Regions from separate parts of the Bicyclus anynana genome. Here region 2 is linked to region 1. Evidence: chromatin contacts called from public Hi-C data. All regions are on one chromosome and are shown on one strand. The core of a region is the stretch at or near the end of the contact, and the rest is flanking DNA. Distances in the headings are between cores, read along the strand shown.

The links. A called contact is a pair of places that touch in the nucleus more often than the background predicts.
Region 2: a contact with region 1 is called in a Hi-C map of whole larva, with 5 times the contacts expected there. The contact joins the enhancer-like site here to the promoter of LOC112057784 in region 1. A contact is called at or near these places in 2 of 2 Hi-C or Micro-C datasets (whole body and whole larva).

Annotation. Positions count from the first base shown.
Region 1 is chr10:6,212,456-6,219,609 of ilBicAnyn1.1, forward strand. LOC112057784 (homeobox protein abdominal-A homolog) reads right to left here and starts at 2,787. Exons shown (of 3, transcript XM_024098330.2): 1 at 1-2,787.
Region 2 is chr10:6,270,435-6,277,138 of ilBicAnyn1.1, forward strand. No RefSeq gene overlaps it. Among protein-coding and RNA genes, the nearest start is that of LOC128198427, 4.3 kb to the right of the region's middle. Within about 2 kb of position 1,632, at least 8 of the 8 cell types and tissues checked have open chromatin away from gene starts, as enhancers often do.

The DNA.
Region 1 (7,154 bases), core at 1,537-4,036:
CACGCGAGACGGCGAAACGTAGCACGTGCGTGCGAACGGGACGCACTGATTGTGCGGAGTGACGCGCCGGAACCATCGCCGTCTCATTAATTCCTACCTGCGTGGCTTACATTAGAAAGAGATAAAAGCTATTCGCTAACGACTGTTCCGCCGGCCATTGTTCGTAATGGCGCTGGTCCCCGCGCACCCCCGCGCTCTGCTCGTCTACGCCAATAGTGATCCGGTGCAGAACATTCACCGCCAATCACAAACCATTCCGGCACTTCTAGCTGTCAAAGTGAATGGTTTTCAACAATAAAGCAACAGTGAGAATGCTTATTTTCATTATTTTGTATTAAGTTTATAATAAATATAGTTTGTTGGGTAAAATCATAAAATGGCTGTTAAGTAAATCTTATTATAAAGTAAATGACCAATTTATCTATAATTTAATAACATACACACTTTTACTCCGCATATTAGTTGACGATATAAAATTATATCTTACAATTGACATTAAAAGGTCCATAATTATTAAGTCATGTTGGTACCTGTGTCTACCTACTAAGTATCAATAAAAATCATGTATCTATTATTTGATATTTACTTTTTGTTTTACTGATAATTTGAAATCACTTTTAGATCCGGGAAGTAAGTTTGGTTGTTGCATAACATTTTTACCATAATTCATAAACATGAAAGATATTTAGAATATTAAAGTTGCCACTGTTTAATAAAACGTTGGTATAAAGTCTATCTTTATACCAATATTCCCGTTCAACACTGTAAGTATAGTACGGTACCTATAGTACGACAGTAGTCCAGAGGGGATCGAACCCTTTACCTTTTAGGTAGTAGATAAATCACTTTTTTATTTTTTTTGTAGGAAAACAGAACAGAATTAAGATATTCATTATGCTACTTCTTAATTAGTTATAATGGAAAATATCTTTTTTTTATTTAAACTTTTTATAAAAAAAATAAGCGATAATTTAACCTAATTAAACCTTCTATAAATCTTTACCTCAGTAAATTTCTCAAATGAGAATTGTAATTATAAGTACGTATTCTAGTGTCTATTCGACAAAATCACAGGTTATATCGAATTCTAAACCGTAAATAAAAGACTAAAAATTAAAATACAAAAAAATACAAACATACCTGTAGCAAAAATTCCTATCTATAAATAATTATGCAATACCAATAATAATGCAATATGGATATAACTGATAGTGTTTGTAAGGGCAAACACGGATGCTATTCAATATCTCATAATACGATAGGACAATAAGTTGACATCACTATAGAAAGATTTTTTATTTTAAAGTGAGATTTGTTTTTCATAGTCTCGATTTTTTTTCACCCACCGTTCCAATTCACATGTCGCATTACACTGTAGAGTGAATGACGCTTGGCGTAGTAGTCAAGCCTCACATGGCGGTTGCCACAGTTTTAATTAAATCGTGAATTAATAACAACACACAATGTTTTTTAATAATTTTTTATTATACAAAGAAGCAAAAAAATATTTATCAAAGTAATAAAGAATACATTAGTCCAAGGACGTCTTAATAGGTTAGGAGATACTTATAAGATCAGATGTAGGGCCGCTGAATTTAGGAAAAAAAAAGCATATCTTTTTGTGATCTCCTTTCTCAGTAGCTACTGCAATAGAGACCTACTGGAATTCTGGGTCTCATGAAATCGACTATTGAACCTAAATAGGTCGGTAATGTTGTTTAGTATCTATATACATTGTACCTACGTATTACGTGGCAATACAAAGATATATCTTTTGATATGTTAACAAAGTCACTATAATGAGACATAACAACAAATATTTAATTTGTCAAAAAAAACCTTAATCAAATTTCAATACTGTACTGTAACGTTTGGCAATCAATTTAGGTAATATATCACAAATATTGATTTGTTAAACTAATGCTACAATATTAACAAAATACTTGGTCATTTAATCTATTAAAATGTATAATTTTTAATAAAAAAAACTATTCTGATAAGAAAGCTTGCAGTACATACTCCATTCAAATTGGAACGCAACAATAATAAACCCCAATAAGAATTGCACCGAACTGTGTTACGCCGGCCACGTGGTCGAACTGGTATCATTCATCCCTCTCCAACAAACATTGTCCTTTCATTCACGCATTTCATTCATCCTTTTAAGTCGTAACCACATAGAGTACACGTGGAACTGTAATCTTTACGACAATTTAAATAAAACCGTTTATTGTCTGACGTGTTTATTTATTTACTACATTTTTGATCGCTAGACGGTGTTTAGTGCAGGGTTTTTATAGGCTTAACTTGCCTTTTCAGCTTTATCAGGTCGGTGGTACGGCGGTGTGGCAGTAGAACATTGCATAAGTATAGGTTTTATGTTGTTATTGTGATGTTTATGCCATAAACGTACACAGGGCCCGATATGGACAGTTTAGGTCATTTGTTTTACGATTCAAACATTTTTCCATTGGTCTGTAATTGATTATTTTATTGTCAAATGATTTATTTTTACGATCCAATGTGTAAAGTAATTAATATCATACTTATGTGTAATAAAGACTCAGATAAAAATGTATATAAAATTGAAAATCAATGAGGTCATTATAGAGATCGACACGTCGTTGAATTTTTAATAGGTTTAACGTCGGCACAGATAAACTTACTATTTACTAACAATTATTATTTTATTGTACTTTTATAGTATACCTAGGTAGGTTTAGAGATTGGAAACTATAAATATAAGTTGGTTACTATAAAAGGTTATTATTTATGAAAAATATTATTATAATAATTATCTTTAGGTTTACCTATCCACCTATATCCCTAGGACTAAGTTATTAAAGCAACAGCCACTTCGTCTTCAAGTGGCTTTTATATTAATAGGTACAGTTAATTATCTAATACCTATACTAATATTATAAAGAGGAAAGATTTGATTGTTTGTTTGCATTCAATAGGCTCCTAAACTACTAAACGGATTTAAAAAAATATTTCACTGTTAGAAAGATACATTATTCCCGGGTGCCATCGTTATCAACCCATATTTAGCTCACTGATGAGCTCGAGTCTCCTCTCAGAATGAAAGAAGTTAGGCCAATAGTCCTGGCTGGCTCCAATAGTCCAATGCGCATTGGCAGACTACATGCAGAGAATTAAGAAAATTCTCTAGTAGGTAAGTATGCAGGTTTCGTGACATTGGCTATATCCCTTATTCCTAAGGTCTCGTCCCACCACAGGCTCATGCCTCGCTCCGTAATAGAGAGGAGATATGGAGCTTAGACCCACCAGTCTGCTCCAATGCGCTCAACGGGCTATCAGCCGATGGACGTCCACTGCAGGACATAGGCCTTTTGTAGGGACTTCCAAACATCACGATACTGAGCCGCCTGCATCCAGCGAATCTCTGCGACTCGCTTGATGTCCTCAGTCCACCTGACAGGCTCAAGGCCAAGCTAAAGCTAAAGCTGAATTCTTTAGCAACCACTGTGAATCAAATGTTCATGATAATGACCAGGACAACGTGCTCTGCGAGAAACCGGATTGTGATACCACAAACATCCCAACACCGGATTGCGAAATTTTTCTGAAGTTTCTCAGAAAAGAAGACCTCAGTAGGTATTTCATAACCGGACTAGACCCGACCGAAATCAAAAATCAAAATCAAAATCAAAAATCATTTATTTCAAGTAGGCTCAGTTTACAAGCACTTTTGACACGTCACTTGACTATTTGTAAAGATTCTACCACCGGTTCGGAAGGCAGGTTCTGCTGAGAAGATACCGGCAACAAACTCAACAGTTGCTCTTTTGAAAAAGTCATACAGTATTATAATTTACAATTGATAACAATTACAATTTCTTATAGTTTTATTTCCTGTGTGAAGGTGGAAGCTGATCCAATCGCCTCCAAGCGCTTTTATCTTACTTACTTACTACTACTTACTTTTATCTTACTTACCGATAACTTACTATAGGTACCAACGGCGAAGATTCCATGCAAGCCGATTTCCACCGGGTTACCTTTAAAAATCTATAGGTACATATTCATTGTTGTACGATATCTAGATATTTGAGAACCCAGAGTTTGTATCACGCTATATGAATTACCTTTTCTTTGAGTCGACTTAACTTCTTCTAAATTCCATCCTTCGCCACTGATAGGTAACAGTTTTATCTTCTAGAAATAGTCCTGCAGGCTAATTCAGTAACTTTGTCGTACCTATGTTAGTTGTCATACCTATACGAAATTGATATTTTTGGTAACAATTCATCCGGTGTCTACTGACAACCCTTCGTGGATATCATACAGTTGGTAGATGACATTTCTCACTTGATTTGATGTTTATTTTAAAAGGTTAGTAATAAAGACCAAATCAGTGAATAAGCTAGTAGCCATTTATACAATGAATGTTTAATAGTTAGAAATAAAATAGCATTTACTGTAAAAAATACGAACGAAGCCGCAGGTAAAAGTAAAACTAATAGGTAAATTAATCAACCTATTAACCTATAAAAGAAATTTATATCCGTTAACAACTGAGATCATCTGTGTACCATAAGAAACTAATTTGAATTTAGATTAAGTAAACTTATAAGAATAGTTTTCCAATAAAAATAATTATCATTTACAAATGAGGTGCTTTGTTTTAGCTAATTTCAATATCCGATACATAATGGTTGTTTTAATGCAAACCTATTTGAGAAATTATAATATTTAATGCAAATTTTGATATAATTTAGATAAAATACTTAAAAGCTAAATCGACTCTTCAATCGGTGGTGATGTTCTGTGGATCTCTGTCTTCATTCCGTGACGTGAGTGGTATCAGCGCCCACATATTCATCGTTATCAACCTATATTCGGCTCACTGCTGAGCACGAGTCTCTTCTCAGAATGAGAGGAGTTAGGCCAATAGTCCACCTCGCTGGCCTAACGCGGATTGGCAGACTTCACACTCGTAGAGAATTAAGAAAATGCTCAGGTATGCAGGTTTCCTCAGGATGTTTAGGTACCTACCTATCTTTAAACGTTTGATACATGTGATATTTGATTTCTTAAAAATGCACATAATCAACTAAGTTGGAGGTGCATGCCCCGGGCCGGTTCGAACCTACGCCCTCAAGAATCAGAGACAGAGGTCATATCTATTGGGCTATCACGGCTCTTACTGGGCTATCACGGTGCCGAAATATACGAGTAGCTATATATAACGAAACTATATAATCATGTTACGGTAAGTATATAGGTACCTACGATAGGCAACTAGGTAGGTATAAATCTTGGATCATGTGGGTTTGTGAGGGAGGTCCTCAGTTGCAAGATAGCTTCATAGTAACCTTCAAACGTCGATTTTTTTAATCGAAGGAAGGTCTAGCACATGCTCCTGCTGTATATTATATTATCTACATATTTATACAACGTAGGCAGATATAGATAACGACTTCAGTTTCTCTTGCAAAATTACCAACTATTAAATTTACGGTATGTTTAATACCAACAAATTTCTCTAACATTGTTCGTTAAGAACATAAGGGTCACTACATACGTAACGGGGTTAGGACGTGGACAGGGCGGCGATGGGACGAGATGTGTTAAAGCTAAACTTCGCCGTCCCGTCCATGCAGTAGGTACTAGCAATTACCCGACGGTTTCACTCGAAGATTTCCCAATCCCGTTGTAATATGGGGACTAAAAAATAGCCTAGATTTTACACGCTGATAGTGTAACTTTCCATTAGTGTAAGAGTTTTTAAAATCGGTCCAGTAGTTTTGAAGCTTTTATAACGACAAAAAAACAAAGGAAATCAAATCTTACTTACTTGAGATTAAACAATATTATATATTAAACAATATTATTTCAAAATCTAGTCGGTTCAGTACCGTCCGAGATAAAACACGCCACGTATGTAGCGAGCCTAACTTCCCTCGCGCTCAGCATTAGTATAAAAACCTTTGTGGATACAAACAAAACATAAAACTTAGACTGTGTTTGATTACACGCTCGCAGAACATAACAGTGTACGTGCCAATAAATAATTTACTAAAGACTGTGTAAAATTTCGCCCATATAACAAAAGAAACGCCGACAAGCACTGATGGCCTGTTTTATAGAGGATCGATGTATAGAAGCCATCTCGCAGCCACAAAGTCCCAGGTGGGTGGAGCAAGTGTCCATCGTAAAAGTGCTCAACTCCTCGGAAAATTTACAACTATCGCCCGCGAGATTTAACGATCAGTTTATAGAACCGACGCTTTTAAATTCGATATAAACTTGTTTTGTCACTTACAGTGTTCATCAAAATGACAAACGACTGTAAATACGACTGGAATCTTTCTTGTTGGTCGTCATGCCAATTGGAGTAGATAAAAGTTAGCAGATTTATTTCAAAAACTGGTCTAATAAATTAATCTATTTGGTATTAGAATACGATTTTAGTCTTTTATCTTACAAAAGACAGTCCAGTAAGCGTCAGTTTGTTATAATACAATACATATCTACTTACATACATATTCGTATGTCGTTAATGGTAACTTTATGTAACAATATAAAATCTTCTACAGCTAGGTCCGATGCTGCTTCTACGTACTTATTTGTAAGCTCCTTAATACCTAGTCATTTATAATATAAGTAATTAAGCTAAAATGTAAATTTGGAAAAAAGTCCGCATTGGTAGAGCCATTTTCAATTTTTTTTGCACAATTATTTTTTAGTTACATAGAATAAGTACCTGCTTTAGTTTGTTTACTTGTACGTAGGTATCTACTTAATGATACCTAACTTATTATCAGTTGTTATCAACACCCATTCTGATGACCACATTCTCGGATTAGTGCTTATATTACTTTAGAAAGCCGATTTAATATTATCTATAAACACCAGACACCAGTTAATAATAAAACAATAATTATGGCTATCTAGCATCGGTAATATTTTAATAGGGATTGCTTACCTTATTTTAAAGTAAACTGTCACCTGCAACAAAAAGAAACACATTAGTTTTTTATATTGATGTCATAATACTGAACTAAAATGAATAAAATTAAAGTACGGCGGCAATATTTAGGAAAGTAGGATTACTACCTTATATTACTTGATATAGAGTTTGCCTTCTTCATGAAAAACGGCGTAAAATACCCAAACCACTAGATAGG
Region 2 (6,704 bases), core at 382-2,881, 57 kb after region 1:
TCAGATATTTTCATTCCAATTTTTATAACAATAAATTGTAGGAAATGGAAAATATTACTGTCGGCGTTACAAAGAGAGATACAGTTGTTAAGGCGCACGGTGGTCTTTTAATTATTTAGGATAAAAATATGACAGGACTTCATTAGGGCCGCATGGACATGGACATGTGATTTTGTTACAATAAATTATATTTTTTGACGTGAGAGAGCAAATTACATTATATACCTACATTTAAAAAAACATCCCAATCTTTTCCAAACAATGATGTTAGAAGAAAAAAGAGGTAGGTAGGTTATACGCAGACTGCAAGTGGCACGTTAAAACTATGCTAATTAGCAAACCTGTGCTCAGTCACAGCTGAAATATCTGTGTGCTAGTTGTGAACATCGAATGTGGTATAAGTAACCTATCTACCTCTATTTTCTTCTTTGTTTCCAAATATAAAAAAAACATGTGCTCGCTGTGATGATTTTTCTTCTATCATTATATTAATATGTACCTATGTTAATCATAATTAAATAATTAAAGCGACAGCGGCTTAACATAATCTCCAAGTTACATGGAGGTCAAGGTTATCAATTTTCGAAATTCAGGTAGATACATAAATAACGTAAACGGCCTACGGCCTACGTCTGCATAACTAAATAGTTTTTAACACAGTCAAGTCGAACTTGCTACCGTCGCCGAATTTATCAACCAATAATGCACTAGGTAGGTATACGGATTCCTATCAGATCTATTTCAAAATCTACTCAAAAATAGACTCTTGATACTCTTACCTATTAGGTAAATACAACTTACTATTAGCAAGTAGGTACGCAGGGAAAAATACCGACTCCCTATAAATTAAAAAAAAATATATTACCTCAACCATACTTTCTAAAGGATTTGTAACAATAAGTTTTGTAAGAAAAAGTGTTCTATCAATAACTTTCCCGATTTTAGATGGACCACCATTCTCCTCTCCCCTAAATATATTAAATGCCTTGATTAGTTCGATAACGCTCTTAATTAAATGAACCAGTCTTATAGAATTGTTTTGTAGATAAACTACGATAAGTAGCTACATAACTTTGGTAGAAGGGTATAAATGTCGATATATAATAAATGATCTATGTTGATAATACGTCTATAATACCGACTGTGAAAAAACTCAGAAAATTTAATTGTTCATGAATTTTTGGAATAGTAGTAAAAGATTACCCCAATACCTACGTAGGTACATAATAAATCGATAGAATTCCATAATAAAGTTTTTAAAATCATAAACCCTTTACAAATTCAAATAGAATAGTAGTTATTTAGAAATATATTGTTTTTACAATTGTTAGATTTAGGTGTCTAAACTCAGCAGGCCATCAAAATATCTTAACGCGTCGTCGTCTATCACTTTGGATTTTAAATGTTCCCTTACCAGATTAGGGTGCATCCTAAAAGGTTCCATAACGATAACTTGGAGCACAAGAATGCCGGTCGAAGAGCATAGATGCATAAAGTGCGACACTTTTTTAAATTTGCAACTAGTTTTACTTTATTACCTAAACATTAGAAGTTAGATTTGTGTAACCTAATGGAGCAGAAAAGTTTGTGAATCCGTAGCAATGGTGGACCGATATGGCGCTCGTGACGTCACTCGGCCAATGAGAGCGCGCGGTGCACCGACGGCAGCGCCACAACCACAAAATGGCGGCCGTCGGCCCATTGCCGCCGCCTTCTCTGTTTAGGCCTAAAATGTCAAACAAGTTTTTATTCTCCTGTTATAGTTACGTGTGTTTTACAGAAATTCATGATATTTATTTACTTTAACGGTGTTTTTAATTAAAATAAATGTGGTGCTATTTATTGACGATTGCTGATATGGCGGCACGTAAGACATTTTTTCTATTGAGTTATTTGATTTCACTTGTTTTGGTATTGACTTACCTCTCTTTTTATATTTTTGAAAATTAAATGATCTCCTTTTTTGTTATAATGTAATAAAATAAAAGTACGCAATTCTTTATTTTAATTTATGCAATGCATTTTATAATGTTTTTGTTTCTATACTCCTACGGGCCTGTTTATTTCAAAATATACTGATCTAATTCATTTTGTTTGTCATTTATTTTTTTCTTAAATATTGTATTAGGTATGTAATAATAACCAGTGCACAGTAAAACCAACTGTGGTTTGTGTTGCATTATGGTTAGGCTTAATTTATATATGATTTTTGTAGAATAATAAGTAAATACATAAAATAAATAAATAGTTATCTATGAAAGCTGTCTTATTAGATTTTTTTCCTACAAGAATTTAAAAGAATAATTAATAGGTAGGTAAGTAAGACACTTTTACCCAACCAAAGCTATATTAAGATATTATACACAACCAAAGCTACATAGTAGGTACTCGTATTAGGATTACTTAATCTAAGACGTGCTACTATTTTGTTGATAGTAGATATATTTAGTATTAGAGTTAGGTATTTAACACAGTAGGTATAAAAATATTTTAATTATTAGCAACGATATAGCAGCTTTATTAAAGTAGGTATTAATATATCTAACAGGTAAAGTGAGATATATCTAATCACTTTTAAAAAATAAATGATAAAGTTCTCCATTTTCAATTAAGACCAATATAAATTGGTACTTAACAAAATATTTTAAATGGAGGAATATTTTATACCTATAGCAAGATTTCACATTGTCACTGCTAATCAGAGAGAATACAATTCACTCGTATCGCAATAAAGACGACATAAAATATCGATATCGATGTGCTGCAATGTAGATAATTCGCGTTGGCAGAATTATTGATTCGATGTTTGCAGTAAAATCGCTGCAATTTATCGCCGGCTACGTACGTACGCCATAACTAAGTCGAGATCAAAGGGTTGCCTTTGAAAGTGCATCGAAGTGCACATATCGATACTAAGACTTGGACATCCTTACTGATAATTTACAGCGGATGTGGTTTTAAATACTTTTTACGTATTTTTTTCTCTCTCGGTCTTTTCTTAGAAATATGTGTGCATAATATTTATTCTATTTTAGGATATGCGCGGCTTTGTGGGATTCCATACTTATCTACTAACCTAAAATACTAACAGCCGCGAAGTGTTAACGCAATCAGATTCCTGTCGGGTTACCTTTAAAAAGTCATGTTTATACATTGTTGTACTGTATCCTAAATATACCTATGAGAAACCGGAGTTTGTATTAAACTAGGTATATGATTTCCTTTGCTTTGGGACGGCTTACCTTCATTTAAATTCCACCTTTCGCCACTTTTAACATTTAATTTAAAAGTTACATTTACATTATAATTTTTTAAAAGTAAAATACTCTTTAATACGCATAATTATTAAAACTTTGTATGCTGGAACAGGTCATTGCCTAAAATCAGGTAGGTAGGTAATAGGGTATTTCGATGTTTTAGATACTTTTGCGTTCTAAGCTGCGTCTGCCACGATCCAATCAAAATGCTTGATTCAAACACACACACACACACACACTCCTATTTTTGTTTATTTTTTTTTACTTTAGTTCTGCATGTTTTTTTTTCTTTTTCTTATGATTTATTGTATTTGTAACTATATAAAATTATTTATCAAACTACTGCAACATTGAAAATGGGAAGACACTGCCTCCTGCTACAGTAACAACTAGTAGGTACAGGAAGCAGGGCTGCAACTTAATTTTGTGATATGAAGTTTTTGATGAATAAAGATTTATTTATTCATCAAAAACTAATATATAATTATTATTATATTAAATGCAGTCTTATAATTGGTAAGATCAGGCCGCGAACACGTGGATCTTTGTTCGATTGGTAGAACGATGGCCGGAAATTGTAACGCAACTAGACGCATCTTTGTGGAATTTCTTTTCTTGTTATTAGGTTGCAGGTAGCAACAAAGCAGCTGACGCATCAATGTGTTATTTAACTGTAGACGATATTGATTTATAGGTTATTTAAACAACTACTTATAGTTCAAATAGAGTCATGAATGATTCTAATTATGTAACAAGAATTTTCTGGTATATGCACAGGCCGCAAACCTTAACGCTAATGCAGAAGCATTAATGTGCATGTCTAGTAGCCTACTGATTATAATCAAGATTGTGTCACGAATAATACTAATTAAAAAAGAATGTCATGTCAAATGTAGAAGCATTGATTTACCCATGTGCACGCAGAACGATTCTCCTCCTAGAATGAGACGTTAGGCTTTAGTGCACCACGCTGGTGCAATGCAGATTGGCGGACTTTACATAAGTACGTAAAAAATTAAGAAAACTTTCAGATATGCAGGTTTCCACACGATGTATTTAATTCAGCGTTTGAGACAAGTGATATTTAATTTCCTAAAATGCACATAACTGAAAATTTGGAGTGCATGTCCCGGAACAGATTCGAACCTACGCCCTCCAAATCGAAGGCAGATGTCATCCACATCATCCACTGGGCTATCACGCCACTTAGAGCGTACCTACAGACCTCAAATGCAAACGCATTAATGTGGTATTGCCTTTATATTAAGAGTGTGTTAAATAGCATAATCACAAGCACAGCCAAGTGCTGTATGTTCTGTGCTAATCACTATGAAATATCTACCTGCAAATCTATAAAAAATTTGAATCAGTGCATTCCATCTCCATAGAATAACAATTTACGTGATAATTAAATGACCGCTTAATTAAATACTGTGTTCTAAATAATAACGGTACAGATAAGAGTACATAATAATTTACATTAAATGTAAATTAAAAGGCTCTGTAGGTAACCTAGAACATGCCTAGAGCGGAATGTTAAGTTATGAATTGATAAATTATTCACTTAATGATTTCGTTAGTAGCTGACTTAAGCAAGTAGGTACCTACTTACCTACTTTATTTTATACATTTATTTTTACAAACATTTTAGCAATTGAACCTACTTACTTTGGTAAAACAAGAACTTCACCTCGGAATAAGAAATCATCTCGGAATGAGAGATAATAAGCTGTGAACCAATATTCACCTCCATTTTATTTTTAAATTTGCCATACCTTATCGCCACAATAGTCTAAACTTTTTAATAACTATCTTACAGCTGATGACAGGGTTACTACCCACTGCGCCACTGGGCCATCAATAGTTGACGTAATTGTTCAATTCATAAAATTAAAGCTGCTATGTTAAGATATCTCGCATTAGCATCAGCTTTTTATTGGCCTGTAACTTTTTATTCCCAATTCAAAAAAAATACATAAAATTAAAAGTGGGAGCCATTTTATAATTATTTAAATCTAGTTTCATTACTGTAAGCGATTTTTCACAAATTAGGATTTTGTCGGTATCCTTTGCATGTAATCCCCACGAGGTGCTGCCCCTATAAAGCCCACTTTACATAAGGCGGGCCAACTGGTCGTTCAAATTGCTCTGTACTTACCTACTCTAATCCTTAAACCGAATTTTTCTTATTAGATTTTAGCGCAGGGTAAATATGTAGGTACACTAATTTTGGTCGATTTCCAGCGTAGTGTGATAAGGAAAATTGCATGATGAATAAAAAAATAAGGTAGGTACTTTTTAAAATCTTAGCAAAGAGTTTGTATGTCAGAAAAGTGCTCAACATTTTATGAATAAAATTAACTTTGTGAGATAAAATATAATAAATAAATACTTAACTCTTTCATTTTAATAATTTTGACAATAAATGACAACCATTTATAATTAAGAGAAACACAAAAATGTTAATTTACTTTATGAATAATACTGGCTGTTTTTGGTGCATTTGCCTAAAAAATGCTGGTGTACGAATTTCGCCCTATCTGTATATAAATTAGAGGCGTATCAAAATATTGGATAGAAGCAGGCGTTACTTTGCGGAAGTTCATCATGATTATATAATGATTTATTTATTTTGCTATCATCCGCGACAAGTCGACGAACCCATGCGACAACGTCACCCAGGTCCGACAAAATACTCTCTACATACGTTTCACCCCGAAACCGGAGCATCCTCAGGAGATGTTGGCTCTACAACGTGCAATTGCATTGGGTTCGTCGACTTTTCGCGGATGATAGCAAAATAAATAAATCATTATATAAGCGTATCAAAATGTCATCTTAAGGAAAACACGCAAAGACGCAAATTTATTTTCAGAAAGTGTGTTTCCTCACAAATGTGTCATAAAACGTCGTATGACATGCGTTCGCTTTGATAGTTACAGCCTCTGCTTACTTAATAACGCCTTTGACTCGAGCTCTGCAATATCGCCTCGGCTGTAATTTTTAATTTACCGCACTTACATCATAATGTTCTATAACGCACGCATTTAAATTGGTAGAATAACTTTATCGGGTATCGATTAGAAGAATAGCATTGAGGGCTCCCAACGTTCGTTTTCTGAGCGTCGATATGTCGGCGATATGTGCACTAAGCTTAATTAAGACATTCATAATTATCGTCATTATTTTTAAATGAAAGTACAGATATACCTAATTCAACTTAGTATAGTTTTCAACAAAAAATAAAATAGCGTAATATCGCGAATCACTCGAAGACACCTAAAATTTAAAGTTAAAGTTAAAGTTAAAGTTTACCTATTAATTGAATTAACAACATCACGAATCTCTAAAAAATAATATAAAATTTGTTTATGCTTCTAAAACTTTACTTCGTAACAGTCCACTAGGTAGTGATACCATTTTGTTCACCCGGCAGTTTTGCAAATA